Linked DNA regions of Zea mays: region 2 is linked to region 1. A link is a contact called in public Hi-C data. All regions are on one chromosome and are shown on one strand. Each heading gives the region's core, a stretch centred on a gene start, on an enhancer-like site or on the middle of the called end of the contact. The rest is flanking DNA. Distances are from core to core; before and after follow the strand shown. Region 1 holds the start of opr4 (12-oxophytodienate reductase4). Region 2 holds the start of LOC100216874.

What was found. Hi-C and Micro-C count contacts between places; a contact is called where the count stands out from the background.
Region 2: a contact with region 1 is called in a Hi-C map of tassel, with 5 times the contacts expected there. The contact joins the promoter of LOC100216874 here to the promoter of opr4 in region 1. A contact is called at or near these places in 16 of 25 Hi-C or Micro-C datasets (bundle sheath, ear, endosperm and 5 more) and 1 of 3 datasets of contacts at active chromatin or transcription factors (seedling).

Annotation. Positions count from the first base shown.
Region 1 is chr8:138,442,493-138,449,337 of Zm-B73-REFERENCE-NAM-5.0, reverse strand. opr4 (12-oxophytodienate reductase4) reads right to left here and starts at 4,352. Exons shown (of 1, transcript NM_001112361.2): 1 at 2,559-4,352. The coding sequence starts at 4,016. The coding sequence ends at 2,865. LOC100193970 reads right to left here. Exons shown (of 23, transcript NM_001350108.1): 12 at 6,841-6,845; 13 at 6,588-6,753; 14 at 6,387-6,511; 15 at 6,175-6,312; 16 at 5,950-6,092; 17 at 5,795-5,857; 18 at 5,661-5,724; 19 at 5,439-5,574; 20 at 5,269-5,342; 21 at 5,105-5,199; 22 at 4,998-5,029; 23 at 4,570-4,911. The coding sequence ends at 4,709.
Region 2 is chr8:138,638,654-138,645,493 of Zm-B73-REFERENCE-NAM-5.0, reverse strand. It overlaps LOC100216874, which reads right to left and starts at 1,320. Exons shown (of 2, transcript NM_001143263.1): 1 at 1,029-1,320; 2 at 1-933. The coding sequence starts at 1,256. The coding sequence ends at 850. It overlaps MMT1 (Methionine S-methyltransferase), which reads right to left. Exons shown (of 12, transcript NM_001111471.2): 5 at 5,936-6,124; 6 at 5,616-5,804; 7 at 5,300-5,536; 8 at 5,076-5,210; 9 at 4,673-4,993; 10 at 4,383-4,562; 11 at 3,205-4,170; 12 at 2,571-3,100. The coding sequence ends at 2,792.

The DNA of each region.
Region 1 (6,845 bases), core at 3,103-5,602:
GGCCGCGGGATCTGCGCGCGACACGTGGCCGGGCCAACGGTCGGAAGGGGGCACCGGACTGTCCGGTGTGCACCGGACTGTCCGGTGCGCCAACGGCTCCCAGATCTGCAACGGTCAGCAACGGTCGGCTGTGCCGCTTATGGAAAGAAATCGGGCACCGGACAGTGTCCGGTGTGCACCGGACTGTCCGGTGCACCCGACGACAGAAGGCAGGGATGGCCTTCCAGATTTGTTCTCAACGGCTCCTAGCTGCCTTGGGGCTATAAAAGGGACCCCTAGGCGCATGGAGGAGGACACCAAGCATTCCTACAACATTCCTAAGCACCAAGACATCGATTCCGCGCATTTGATTCATTGTGATAGCATCTAGAGCTCTTGTTGAGTTGTGAACTCATTGAGTTGTGTTGCGAGCTCTTGTTGCGATTTGTGTGCGTGTTGTTGCTCTGATTTTCAGTCTTGTGTGCGTTGTTAGTCCCTTCCTTACTCCGTATTTCTTTGTGAATCTCAAGTGTAAGGGCGAGAGGCTCCAAAGTGTGGAGATTCCTCGAAAACGGGATATTAAGAAGAAAAGCATAACACTGTGGTATTCAAGTTGATCATTGGATCACTTGAGAGGAGTTGAGTGCAACTCTCGTCCGTTGGGACGCCACAACGTGGAGTAGGCAAGTTTTGTACTTGGCCGAACCACGGGATAAATCACTGTGTCTTCTCTGTGTTGAACTTCTCGTGATTATCATATTGTGCAAGATCTTCGCTCTAGCCACTTGGCATTAACTGTACTAACGCTTAACAAGTTTTTGTGGCTGTAAGTTTAAGTTTCTACAGGATCACCTATTCACCCCCCCCCCCCTCTAGGTGCTCTCAGAACCAAACTTCCATTTCTCTAAAAAATGAAGATGACTAGGCCTATCTGGTCTTCTGCTATGAAAGAATGTGTTCTACGCCAGGTATGTTAACATTTCAGATATGTAGGGAGTTTACACTCTAGTAGTGCTTGTCAGTGATGTTGTACCCTCCCTTATATTTCCTCAGTCCTTCAAGAGGATCAACTCTCCTCGTTCTTCTTGAGAGCACGTTCTCTGACTCGTTTCCCATCTGGCCATCTCTAACAAATCCCTACGCACTACTCACACAAGCAACAAAGATCAGATGCCATATTCACATATACCCCCAACAAGAAAAATGTCAAATAGGGTTGTACAAACAACACAAAAGAATGGTGCAGTACAGACAAACATAACAATCTGAATGAGCATGAGGGTTTATGAAAAGTATCTAAAGTTCTTGTCCTCCTCGCTTAATTAGGAGACTATATATATGAATCCGAGACCAATAGCCTGTCGAATTTGAGAAAATCTCCTAAACCTAATTAAGTCACGGTTTAGCAGAAAGGAGGTGGAAATCCAACCAAGAAATGAACTTGTACGGCTGTGCCAACCCGAGAGCTTACCTCGCCACCGCTGCAGAAAAAAAGACCAAAAGAGCTTACCTCGTCGCCGTTGTAGATCCTTCAAATGGCGTCGGCTTAATCCATAGAGAGATCGCGTCGAGTTTTTGGATCATGGGGGAGAGGCGACCCCGGTATTCCATAGAGAGATCGGTCACAGGGGAGGGGATCGCGCGGATGGGTGGGGGACTGGATCACGCCGATGGAGACCGGAATCTCGTGATGCGGGACATACCCGCATGCGGGGGCACGACAGAGGCCTAGAAGGTGGGGGAGGAGGGTGGGGCCGATCCTCGACCACCTGGGATCTGCGTGTGCCATCGACGACATGGGGAGGAGGGTGGGGCAGATCCTCAGCCACCTGGGATCTGCGTGTGCCATTAACGGCGTGGGGAGGGGAGGAGGGTGGGGCGGATCCTCAGCCACCTGGGATCTGCACGCGTCATCGACGGCGTGGGGAGGAGGGTGGGGCGGATCCTCAGCCACCTGGGATCTGCACGCGCCATTGATGGCGTGGGGAGGAGGGTGGGGATGCGAGATTTGGGCGCGCAGGGGCGTGGACGCGCGGGTGGAGGCCGGAGGTGCTAGGGCGGGGGCACGGTGGATCCGAGGATGGCGGGGGGCCAGGGCAGGTGGATCCGAGGATGCCGGAGGCGCCAGGGCGGGCGGTGGGGAGGATGGTGGGGGTCGCGGGCGTTGATGGCGCCGATGCAGAACCGTGTGCCATATACTGTTGTGGACGCCTACGATAGGCCCTTAAGGAGTAGTAGGGATTGTAGGTTTTGTAGAACGACATGCATATGCTCTAGCCATATATGTCCTATTACTTAGGTTATACGTGCTTTGTTCACTAGTGCTTTGTTCACTAGTATGTGTAGAAGCTCTTGGTGTATAATTAGTGACAACGCACTTATGGCCAACGTGTCCTAATATACCATATCATGTGGAAATTTGCTTGACCAACCAACCAATCAGGTGCGTTGCCGCCGGTGTTCACCATATTTATTTCGTTCAATCGGCAGCATATGTACCTACTACGTAGTTGACGCAGAAGAATGTAGAATTTCAGGTTTATACTGATTTGGTAGAGCAAGAGTACAAACATACCAAAACCGATCCACCACAAGAAAGCCAGAGCCATTTTTTTTCTGGTGGACAAGAAAGCTGAAAATGGGCCTTATTTGTTTAGCCAGTAGACGGCCCATTTTATGACTGGGCCATCAAAATGATCGTTTAGCATCCAGGGCTTGATATCGTCCTGGGTTATAGTATAAGATGTATAAATTGGCCGGCTGGCATGGATCATGGCATTGGCGTGAACACGTACGTACGTACAGCAGAGCAGAGGGAGGGGAGGGGACTGGGGAGGCCGGGAGGGGAGGGGAGGCCGGCGTGTCGGCGACGGTAGATGGATCATTTATTTGTCGGCGTCGGCGTCGGCGAGAAAGGGGTAGTCTGTGTATCCAATGACGGGGTCGGAGGTGTAGAAGGTGGTGCGGTCGTACTTGTTGAGCGGCGCGTCGGGGAGGCGGAACCTCCGGGGCAGATCCGGGTTGGCCAGGAACAGCCTGCCGTAGGCGACGAGGTCCGTGTAGCCTTCCTCCACCACCTTGTCCCCCTCCGCCCTGTCGTACCCTCCGGCGGCGATGAAGGTGCCCCGGAATGCCTCCCTGAACGGGCGCAGGCGGTGCGGGATCTGGCGTCGGCCGTCAACGATGGCCATCCGTGGCTCGATCATGTGGCAGTAGAGCACACCGACGTCGCTGAGGCTGCGGACGAGGTACCCCGCCAGGGCCTCCGGGTCGGAGTCGTGGCAGTCCATGTAGTCAGTGAAGGGGGAGAGGCGGACGCCGACGCGGCCCGGCCCGACCTCGCCGGCGACGGCGCGCACGACCTCGAGCGCGAAGCGGCAGCGGTTCTCGAGGGAGCCGCCGTACTCGTCGTCCCGGTCGTTGGCGCTGTCCTTGAGGAACTGCTCGATGAGGTAGCCGTTGGCGCCGTGGACCTCGACGCCGTCGAAGCCCGCGAGGAGCGCGTTGCGCGCCGCGCGGCGGAAGTCGTCGACGATGGCGGGGATCTCGCGCGCCTCCAGGCGGCGCGGCGGGGAGAACTTCTCGAGGTGGCCGTCGAAGCTGAGCTGCGGCGCGACGGCCCGGTCGGTGCTGGAGATGGGCGCGGCCCCGCCCGGCTGGAGCGCGGTGGTGGAGACGCGGCCGACGTGCCAGAGCTGGCAGAAGAAGACGGCGCCCTTGGCGTGGACGGCGTCTACGATGGGCCGCCACGCCGCCACCTGGTCGGGCGTCCACACTCCCGGCGTGTCGGTGTAGCCCTGCGCCGTGTCGGAGACGCCCGTGGCCTCAGTGATGAGGAGGCCGCCCCGGGTGGCGCGCTGCGCGTAGTAGACGGCGCCGTGCGGCTGCGGGACGTTGCCGTAGGAGCGCTGCCGCGTCAGCGGCGCCAGCACCACCCTGTGTTCCAGCTCAAATGCGCCCATCTTGTAGGGGGTCAGAAGAGGAGGGATGGTGGTCGGAGGGACGATGGTCTCGGGCGTCTGCGTCTCCATGGCCATGGTCGGTGTGATCTGATGATTCAGTACTACTATGTACGTATAGAATGGAGCAAGGAAGGTAAGCAATGGGAGGAGAGATGGACAGTCATTACATTAATTTATAGAGTCGACGATGATGATGCTGCAGCCAAAAGAAAGATGAAGTGAGGAAGACGAAGAAGGCAGGAAGCTGCACGCCGCCGACAGCCGGCGGCTATTCGCAGTCAACAGATGAGACGAACATGCGTCACCTCATCGTCATATTTTCAGTCACCTAATTAATTACGTATTCAGTAAATCAGTATAATATAATACCAACGGTACGGTGACCCCGCCGCTGACGATGCCAAGGTCTTTCCGTTCAAAATATCATTTCCTTCGGAATTTATTAATCAAGCTCTTTTCATCACGAGCCCAAGAAGTGAGGATGGGGTAAGTGAAATACATCCACTCTTTTTCTTGATATGTTCAAGTCTATGTCCAAATTTGATGAATTTTAGAGAATGTTTTTCACGTAACACCACCTGCCCACCAGCTAGAGACCAGCATGACGATGGAACACACAACTAAAGTTACTGTAACCAGTACCACGCATATATATCGTACGACATAATAAAAGGTAGCTCAGCATCATCAAGTACATGGAAAAAATACTCTAGTCTTCACGATATACTGTAATAATAAAAGGTAGCTCTGCCTTAACAGCATCAGTCTTAGCAGTAGAACATGACCCGCTTCACGTTTTCCTTGAGGGCAGGTAATGGCCTCACAGCAACATTCCCAACACCAGCAGCCTTGGTGTTGCGCCCCCCTGGTGGAGGGCCACGGCTTGCCATAGATCCACTGTCACTCGTATCTGGCTCCATGTAGAACCGAGCTCGGAAGGCTGCCAGGTGAGCATAGTATGCAGGAGGAACTGCAACCGATCCAAATTGCGGGTCAGCATTCTGTGTACCTCAACGGTGACCAAGAAATTGAACTCAAATGCCAACTAGAACTTACCAATCGATACTGAGCGTGTGCACCTAGCATACCTGAAAAAGGTTCATCTTCAGCTTTGAAATCAATCAAAAGAACTAAAGCAATGGACGGGAGCAGTAAAACGTTACGTGTAACACAAGTTGTTGGTGAGAGTTTGCAACCCATCAGCCGTAAAGTTGTTCTCATCCCACAGAACATGGTAATGGGCAGGGCGGCTTGTTCCCTGAAAGGACCCCCCATTAGCTTGGTAAAACAAGTAATGAGATTCAGATATGGGACAGGGAAACCCAACCTGAATGCCAGCATGGCTGCACAGGTAGAAATCAAACTCAGTTGGATGGCAGATCTTCGAGTCCACCACGGTGCCTATATTTCCACAAAAAAAAAGAGTTTTAGGACATTCAGAATTTCAGATTATAAAATAAAGCTTAAAATGCAACGAAGGACACATCGAGAACTAACCAGGCAGTATGTTCCCGCTTTTATCGACAGCACGATTATCATTGTGATTATTAGCAAACAACCTGGTGTGATGACGCTTCTGGACCACGACAAAAGTAACTGGAGGCTGGTAGTCAGACTCCAATGACGCACAGGCCTATATCCATAGTTTCACAATGGTGGTCAGAGATAAAAAATAAAGTGAAGCCAGTTACCAAACTAATGCATTCAAATCAAGTTCACCTTTCTAATGGCATCAAGTTCATACAACAGAACTTGGTAGAATTGTCCCTCACTGACGCCATCCCTGAAAGTGATAAAGTGTTTAATATACAGGGAGTGGCAGTCAGAGAAGGTGCTCATGAAAGGATACAAACCTGTAGAATATGATCCTCTTTGGTTTCTGTCCAGTTGCCCTCCAGAAAGATATGAGAAGCTCCCTGCACAACCAACAAAAGTTATGTATCTGGAAGAATCCAAGCGTGTAAGAGTAGGAGCGAATGCATCTCACTTATCTTAATAAAGATCATACCTGATCATGCCACCAGAGACAGTCCCCCTTTCGGGATCTTGCCATACCTTGAAAAGATCCTGTATCAATTCTTGACGATGGGCTTGAGCACTCACCAATCCTGCATACTTTGTAACCTCAGGCCAGTCTTGAGAAGCAACCACCTAGGAGAAAAACAGTGAGAAAAAAATAGTAAAGCTTCAACTGAAAGGTAGCATTTCTTTGTCAGGATAGGTCTTCACTTACAGCTGCAATGGAAGGACTAGAATCTTCCCCAGGATGGGGATGGGTCACATCAGCACCAAAGATAATAGTCGCTATGTCACTGACAAGGGGGATTCTCCTTGCCAAAGCATCAACAAGCACAGTATTCCTTCCCCCAACCTTAAAAGTATGATAACTTTAAGAGGAGAATCGGTGTTAAAATCAAGATTAGAAGAGTTAGCGCAACTACATACCTTCACATTTATTTTCAGGGCAACATTTGCAAGATACTGCTGCTTGTTCACCTTGAAAACATGTTTAGTCAGACAGCATTGGGAGACCAATCCAAGATTAGTCTCACAGATCCTTTTGACATCCCCTGAAGAATGAGAAGAAAATTAATAGCAAATCTTATTCATTGAGCAAATGCCCAAGCCTTTTGGAAGAAAACATACCGTAAAGAGAACCATTATTGTCAGGCAGTATAACAATCAGCAAGTCGAGTTCTCGGCCCTGAGGCCCGAGTATGTTCATCGCATCTTGATAGCGTCCCTTTAGTGCTCTTTCAACAAGTTCAGGCCTTGCATAGCAAGGTGACAGCACAGGTTCAAGTACAAAATCCTAAAAGAGAGTAAGAAGAGCAAATAACACAAATGAAAATCAAAATGACAAACAGATGTATATTCAAGTTCCGAGTGATACGCATACCATTC
Region 2 (6,840 bases), core at 71-2,570, 200 kb before region 1:
AGTTCATTCTTCTATGCCATTTACATATTTCTTAAAGTGTTTCTGCTCTTCAAAATTCAGTCCGGTAATCCAAAACAATCATCAATATATAATACACGATGAATGAATTAGCATACAGGAAAGTGACACATACATCCAGCCTTTTCTGCCCCGATCATCCTAAGATCCAGAGGGATTTCCTGAAATTGCGCAGCGAGTTGCCTATCACCGAGGGACAGGTTGGATGAGACGTAGGCTTTGATGGAAGCTTCCCCCCTAGTGAAGCCGGTGTCGACTGTAAGATGGATGGGGCTTTGTACTTCCCTTGAATAGAACTCATGGATAAGCGTACTTCCCCCAGAAACACCAAATCCAGTCGAGAACCTACACAAGTAGATAGGTAACATACAGGTTTGAAAAGTTCAGTAAGGATACTTGGCAAACCAATTCACAGGCTTTCCAAGCCGATTTTTCTAGTGTCTGAATGTGCTTTCGATGATATCAAAGCAACTGACACTGAATATAGCTCTGAGCACATCGATGGTTGTTAATCACAAAGATGGAACTAATTACTCTAGAGTTATTCTGTCCTCGGCTGCTATCTGCCTTGTAATGTCAAAGCAGTATCCTAACAACGAGATGTACAGTGCATAATGTGCATTTGATAAGAAAAATGGGTGCATCCACTCAAAGTAATTCAGCCCAAAAAAACACACTATGCATTGGGGGATTCAGTTGTTGCATATAAACGGTGCCCAATTATATAATCATTAGGAGCACTGGCATTCACATATGTGTTGATATACCGATGGAGCCAGAAAAAATAAATAAAACGAGGGTGTGGAATCGTGAGGCGATGGGGTGGGTTGCTCACCATCCGACGATGACTTCCTTGGGGTTCACCTTCTGGTGCGAGGCGTACATGTTATGGTGGTAGTCGATGTCGATGGCGACCTGCATCACCGCCCAGCATCAGCAAGTGACCCAATGCGATGGAATGAAGGAATGAATCGATCCGTGAGGTGGTTGGGGACGTGATCCGAACCGACCTGGTCGGCCGACTCGCTGTGGGGGACCACGTAGGAGTTGCGGACGTGGACGGTGCCATCGGGGAGGAGGGATCCAAGGAGGGTGCCGATGACACGGTCTGCCTGGTCCGGTCGCCGCACGTAGCTGTCGCAGACGTTGAAGAGGACCACCGCCTCTACCTGCGCGGATGACGGCGGAGAAGATGCCGAAGAGGGCGAAGGGAATAGGAGAGCTGGGGGTGTCGCCATGGCCGAGTCGGAGTCGTGCTACGGCGGCGCGACGAAGAGAGAGAAGGGGCCAAGGGCGTAGCGGCCTAGGGTTTCCTTTCTTTCTCGTCTCCTTTCTTCCTCTTCTTCACTTGTTGCATGTCGCCCGGACCGGCCCACTTAATTTGTGTCAGGCCCACCACGGCTTGTCCGGCCGTCTGGAGAAGTATACTGCGCCTGATGCCCGAGCCATCAGCAGCCCATCACACTCGCAGTTGGCAAGTCGGCATTCTGTGGATTAGGGTAATTTGGTTCGATTTATTCGAGTTTATAAAATTTTGGATTTAAAAAATAAGAACTGAAATTTTAAAATAGTTTTAGGAACCGAACTCGAATAAACTCACGATTTTGGTTCGGTCTATTCGATCCACCGAATAGATCCGAATAGTAGAGAGACTTGTATTTTTTATTAAAATATATACAATGAATAATTAATTCGAAATATTATTATTATAACAAGTGACTATAAAAAATATCATACAGAGATATATATACTATCGTTAAGATGATATTATAATTTTTAACTAATAAATTAATAAATATAATATCTTCAGTTTTTTTATATTTTGGGTTATTCGGTCTATTCGGGTTTTAAAGGTTAGAAACCGAACCCGAACTCATACCTCTAAACATAGCATATATAGGAACCGAACTTGAACCCGAATAGACTGACAATTCGATATATTCGGGTTTGAATTTTTATTTTAAAATGCCTACCCCTAGGCAAGTCAACAACAACTGCTACAGGACTAGTACATAGTGGTAGCATATAAATCATTAGTTCGTAATAAGATGTAACAATAGTCATAGATTAATGTTGATCGAACTCCAGTCGGTCGTACGGATGCAAACAAGCTTTGAGGTCCGTTACATTATATGATCCAATTGTATGTTATATATAGGGCTCCTTTAAAAAGCAGGAATTTTAAAGAAATCATACAGGAAATGGGAAAAATTGCCAAAGGGAGCCTTAACATTGATTAAGCTCTTATACCACCAGCTCGTCCATCTTTGTAAAGATGAACTCCCTAACAAGCTACTGTTGTAGCTCGTGTCTGCTTGCACCTAAGGCCTGATGCAGGCCTACATTGTAACCTCCAACAATTTATGTACACTTGTTCCATTCCATCCATCAAATCAGTATTTCCAGTTAAATCAAGCTGCGCAATCCATTCTAAAAACAAAAATTTCCCTCTAATCATGATCCCAACGGTTCACAAGATCATGACCCCCCAGGTTTCTTTGGAATTAATGGGTTACGGTTATGCATGGAACGACAACAAATAGGAGTATATCTTAGCAAATTGTATGTATATATATAATAGTATATGTTTATTCTCCGTGCACAGCACAGCAATTCGAAGACAGAAAGGGCGCATCGAAGCGCCCTATCCATCCTAGTAGTACATTGACTTCACAGCAGGTAGGCTCTTGTTATTCCTTGATATCTCCATCACCTGGAACAATATCATCGCTACTACACAGCACCAAGGTTACGTATAACATGGATTGCTCCATCAGGCACCATTCATCTGAGCGCCTCCCAGAACCAGCTCCTTGAACCGAGCTATGCATCCCATCGCACGCTCGAATTCCCCCCTCTCCAGAGCAAAGCTGAACCGGCAGTAGCCAGGGATCCCCGTCCAGGAGCTGCTGTTTATGCACAGCCCAGTGGCCCTCAGGATGGCTTCCCGGATGTTGCTCGCGTCCAGCTCGCCGTCGAAGCCAGCAGCTTTGAAGGCCTTCCCCATGTACGCGGTGGGCTTCGCCAGCATCGAGATGCCACCGCAACCGATGGCAGCTTCCCAGCCACAGCTCTCCAGTGTCTGTTCATATCATTGTAAAATCACCATGAGTCAGACATTAAGGATAGATAGATAGATGGATGGAATCACACAATGGTTGCAGAGCGTGTGATGAGCTAGCTAACCTGTATCAACTGGTTGGCGCGATTCTTCAGCTCCTCCTTCTGCTCCACTATCAGATCCGAGAAATGCTGGTCCTTCTGGTTCTTAAGCCCCAGCAGCTTCTTGAAAGTGTACTTCAATGTGGTGTGCGGTCGACTCAAGCTAGAAAAACTATGGAACGTCTCAGCCAACGACGAGTCACCCAATATCACAAACCCAAAGTCATGCCCACCTGCAGTCAGCGCAAAGGACAGCTCTCCGAGCAGGACCACAGAGAACGATGGCTCTGAACGCTTCAAAGAGGAAAGGCATCCTGCCAGATTCCACTGCCTCCATCCATCGGTCTCGTACTCCAGGCCAGAGAAGGATGTATCTATCACTACCCTGGCTCCATATTCAGCGCATACGGAGAGCAGCTCTCGGATGTCACTGTCACTGTACAGAAAGCCAGTAGGGTTGATCGTGGGGCCGCAAACATACACCCACGGCCGAGATACATTCTTAAGAGTGTCAGCTAGAACCTTGGGCTCGATCCTGAACCCTGAACTGGGATTTGTCGGTATAGTCACGGTGCTAGCGTTCACAAACTTTGCTGCGGAGACGTAGTGGCCATTGGTGCCCAAGGGGAAAAGCAAGGTGCCCTGTTCTTGCATGCAACAAAGGACGAGCTTGTTGAAGAGTGCTACGGAGGTGTTTCCGTAGATAATTTCTGCACAACCAGCTGCGGATAAACCATAGCTGTCTTTCACCAGCTGTTGGATGCTGGAACGGACATCGGTTTCAGAATCAGTGATGTTCTGCCTGACAAAACTTTCAAAAACAGACGCATTCACTGCTGAAGGTACTGGCAGGAAGCTGCGATCTAAATCCATATGAATAATGCTGGATTCAGCTGAACCAGGAACGAAAAATTCAGTAGCCTTTAGGGTAGACACAGCTGGGTCAGAAAATCCTATCATCTGCTGAGGTATCACTTCCGCAGGTTGTCTCTGAAAAAGAGCAAAGATAAACAAAGAACAAATAAAGGGCACCGTTAAGGTCTGAAAAGGAACACAACAAGACATCCTACCACACATTCGGCTGCGCATTTTGAATAGCTACTATTCAACTAAGGGGAATGTTCAGTAATCATTACAAAAGGGAACTATTGAACATGAAAGTTAATGGTAAGGATGGATTATGGGTGAGGTAAACCCTTTACCTCTTGCTGTGGATGACGGTCAGCAATCTGAAATGCCAGAAGCTCGTGGAAAAGGCAACCATAATAGTGCTGGCTGATCAGAGAAGTGTGGCCTTCCAATAGCTCAATAGTTTGTGATAATGCTTTATATACAGCTGCATCTTCGGAAATGGCAAAAGCAACCTCCAGATCAGAGTACACCTACAAGTTTAGTCCACAAAATCAGATAAAGCGGTTACAAATGGAACAGCATGCCGGTCCAGTGCACCAATGGAAATGGAAATCAATTGTTGTGTTAAAGTTGTAGGCACCTGATTCTTTACTAAACCACACAGTATAGCTGCATGTGACGGTAATGTCTTTCCAGCAAGATATTTCAATACACCATTAGAGCTTGGCAGGCTAGACAACTCCAGATGCTCAGAAATATCCAGGAACAGCCGGGAGCCAACATCTTTTGTTACGTTTAGTAGGTTCTCAAAAGCAGCACTGGTGATAGCCTCAAATTGAGCCATGCCAGTAACAACCACCTGAGGCTGCAGCTTCCTGATCAACTCAATCAGTAAATCTGATTGGCGTGGTGCCTCAATTACAGTAACTGTACCATCGGCGTGATTACAATCTGCTCTTCCCTGAAATTCACAAAAAAATGTGTTCTACAGAACATCCAGACCCATGACAACTCACACAGATATAATGGAGTAACCAAGGTACCTCAATTGCTAAAGATGTTAACCATTGCTTGGGCAAGTGTCTGGTTAAATGTTCATCAACAATTGCAAGCGCCGGTGAGAACAATTGAAGAGCATTCTCTATTGCCACAGAGCGAGAAGGGAACACAACGACATTCTAGTGATAGGAGAAAAATCAGCATCATGTGAATCATAGGAAAGAAACATAGAACAGGTAGATTTTAAGACAATTTAGACAAATCTTACATCAGGAGTTAGAGGAATGTGATGGTAGCTCTTCATAAATCCAGCAACAAGTTTCCTAAAGTTTAGACATCCAGCTGGTGGCTCACAGGGATTTGACTTGTTCTCTTTCAGAAAACTAGCAAGGTAAGCTAGGAAGGGAATTTTTTCCTCAGCTACAGAATCATCGTCAAAGGATAAATCAAGGGAACTGCTGACTTCATGGAATCCATCTTTAAGAAACTCAAATATTTTCTTCACCTGAAAGTTCAATAATAAGAGTACTATTCCAACTGTCACATTATTACTCTTAGAGATCATTAGAGAACACAAAAGTAACCTGGTTGGGCTGGCGAAGTTGACAGCTATACACAGACAAAGCATGTGAAATGTGACCACCAGATTTCATGTATGCCCAGGCTGTGCGAGCACAGATAGGCTGATCCCCAACAAGATCCATGAAGAACTCGAATCGATGTCTGCTGTTTTTCTCAATTTCAACCAAAGCTGAAATATCTGTGTCAGCAGCCTGCAAGCAAACCAATTAATTAGTAACGGTGCTAAACAAAATAAAGCATTGAGAAATAGATGAAACTATAGTCCCTAACCAGAACATACTATAGATGCAGAAAATATTCTGGTGTGCCACAGCCTTACTACCTGCATAATTTTGGTTTGCCAGAGCTTAGTAATGCGAAACCCACGCCGTCGAAATAGACGTTCACAGACACCCTGTCCTGGTCGACCTCCCATGTTGAATACCATAATACCTGAAGGCTTTATGACAGATATCCCTTCTTCCACCGCACGAGCAATCAACCCAAGGCCAAATTGGTCCTCGACAAAACCCTGGATGCAGAAAGATATCGATGTTGGCAAACATAAAAGAAAATCAAAATCCTTAAGCAAAGAAATTCTAATGTAGGATTGGTCTGAATAATCATTTAACTAACTATTGACTTCATGAAACATATGCCCATCATTTTTCCTAACATTTTTAGAAAACATTGTTAACTTCAATTCTGATGGAGGATCCAATACATCCAAAATTGTTCCTAGATATTCTACTTCCATGAATCTTAGAACCACAACATAAATAAATAGCCTTGTTGCCTCTGTTCTTAAGGCGTCGCCTAGGCGTCGCCTAGGCGTCCGGGCGGTGGTCTAACGCCTAGACGCCTTGCCCGCCTACCTCGCCTAGGCGTCCGGGCGGTGCTCCAACGCCTTGGACCGCCTTACCGCTTTAAAAACCATGCTTGTTGCTGTTGCTAGTACTTTGTCAATAAAATTTCGCATATACCGTTTCAAGAAACAACATGCTAAACACTTAACATGTTGGTTGAGGTCAACTGTTTCAATGGACATAGTCAAAGCTGTAGCTACAAAGTAAAGTGTCCAAATATATTTAAAAATCTGGCATGCGAGGGATAAAAACAACGTCCAAGCATTGCCTTCTAATGCAGTTGTAGAGAACCCTCGAACACTTACCTCACCCATACACAGTGGCATAGTGGCCCAGTAAGAATGTCATGACCATGACTAAGGCCGGACCTTAGACCCATGCT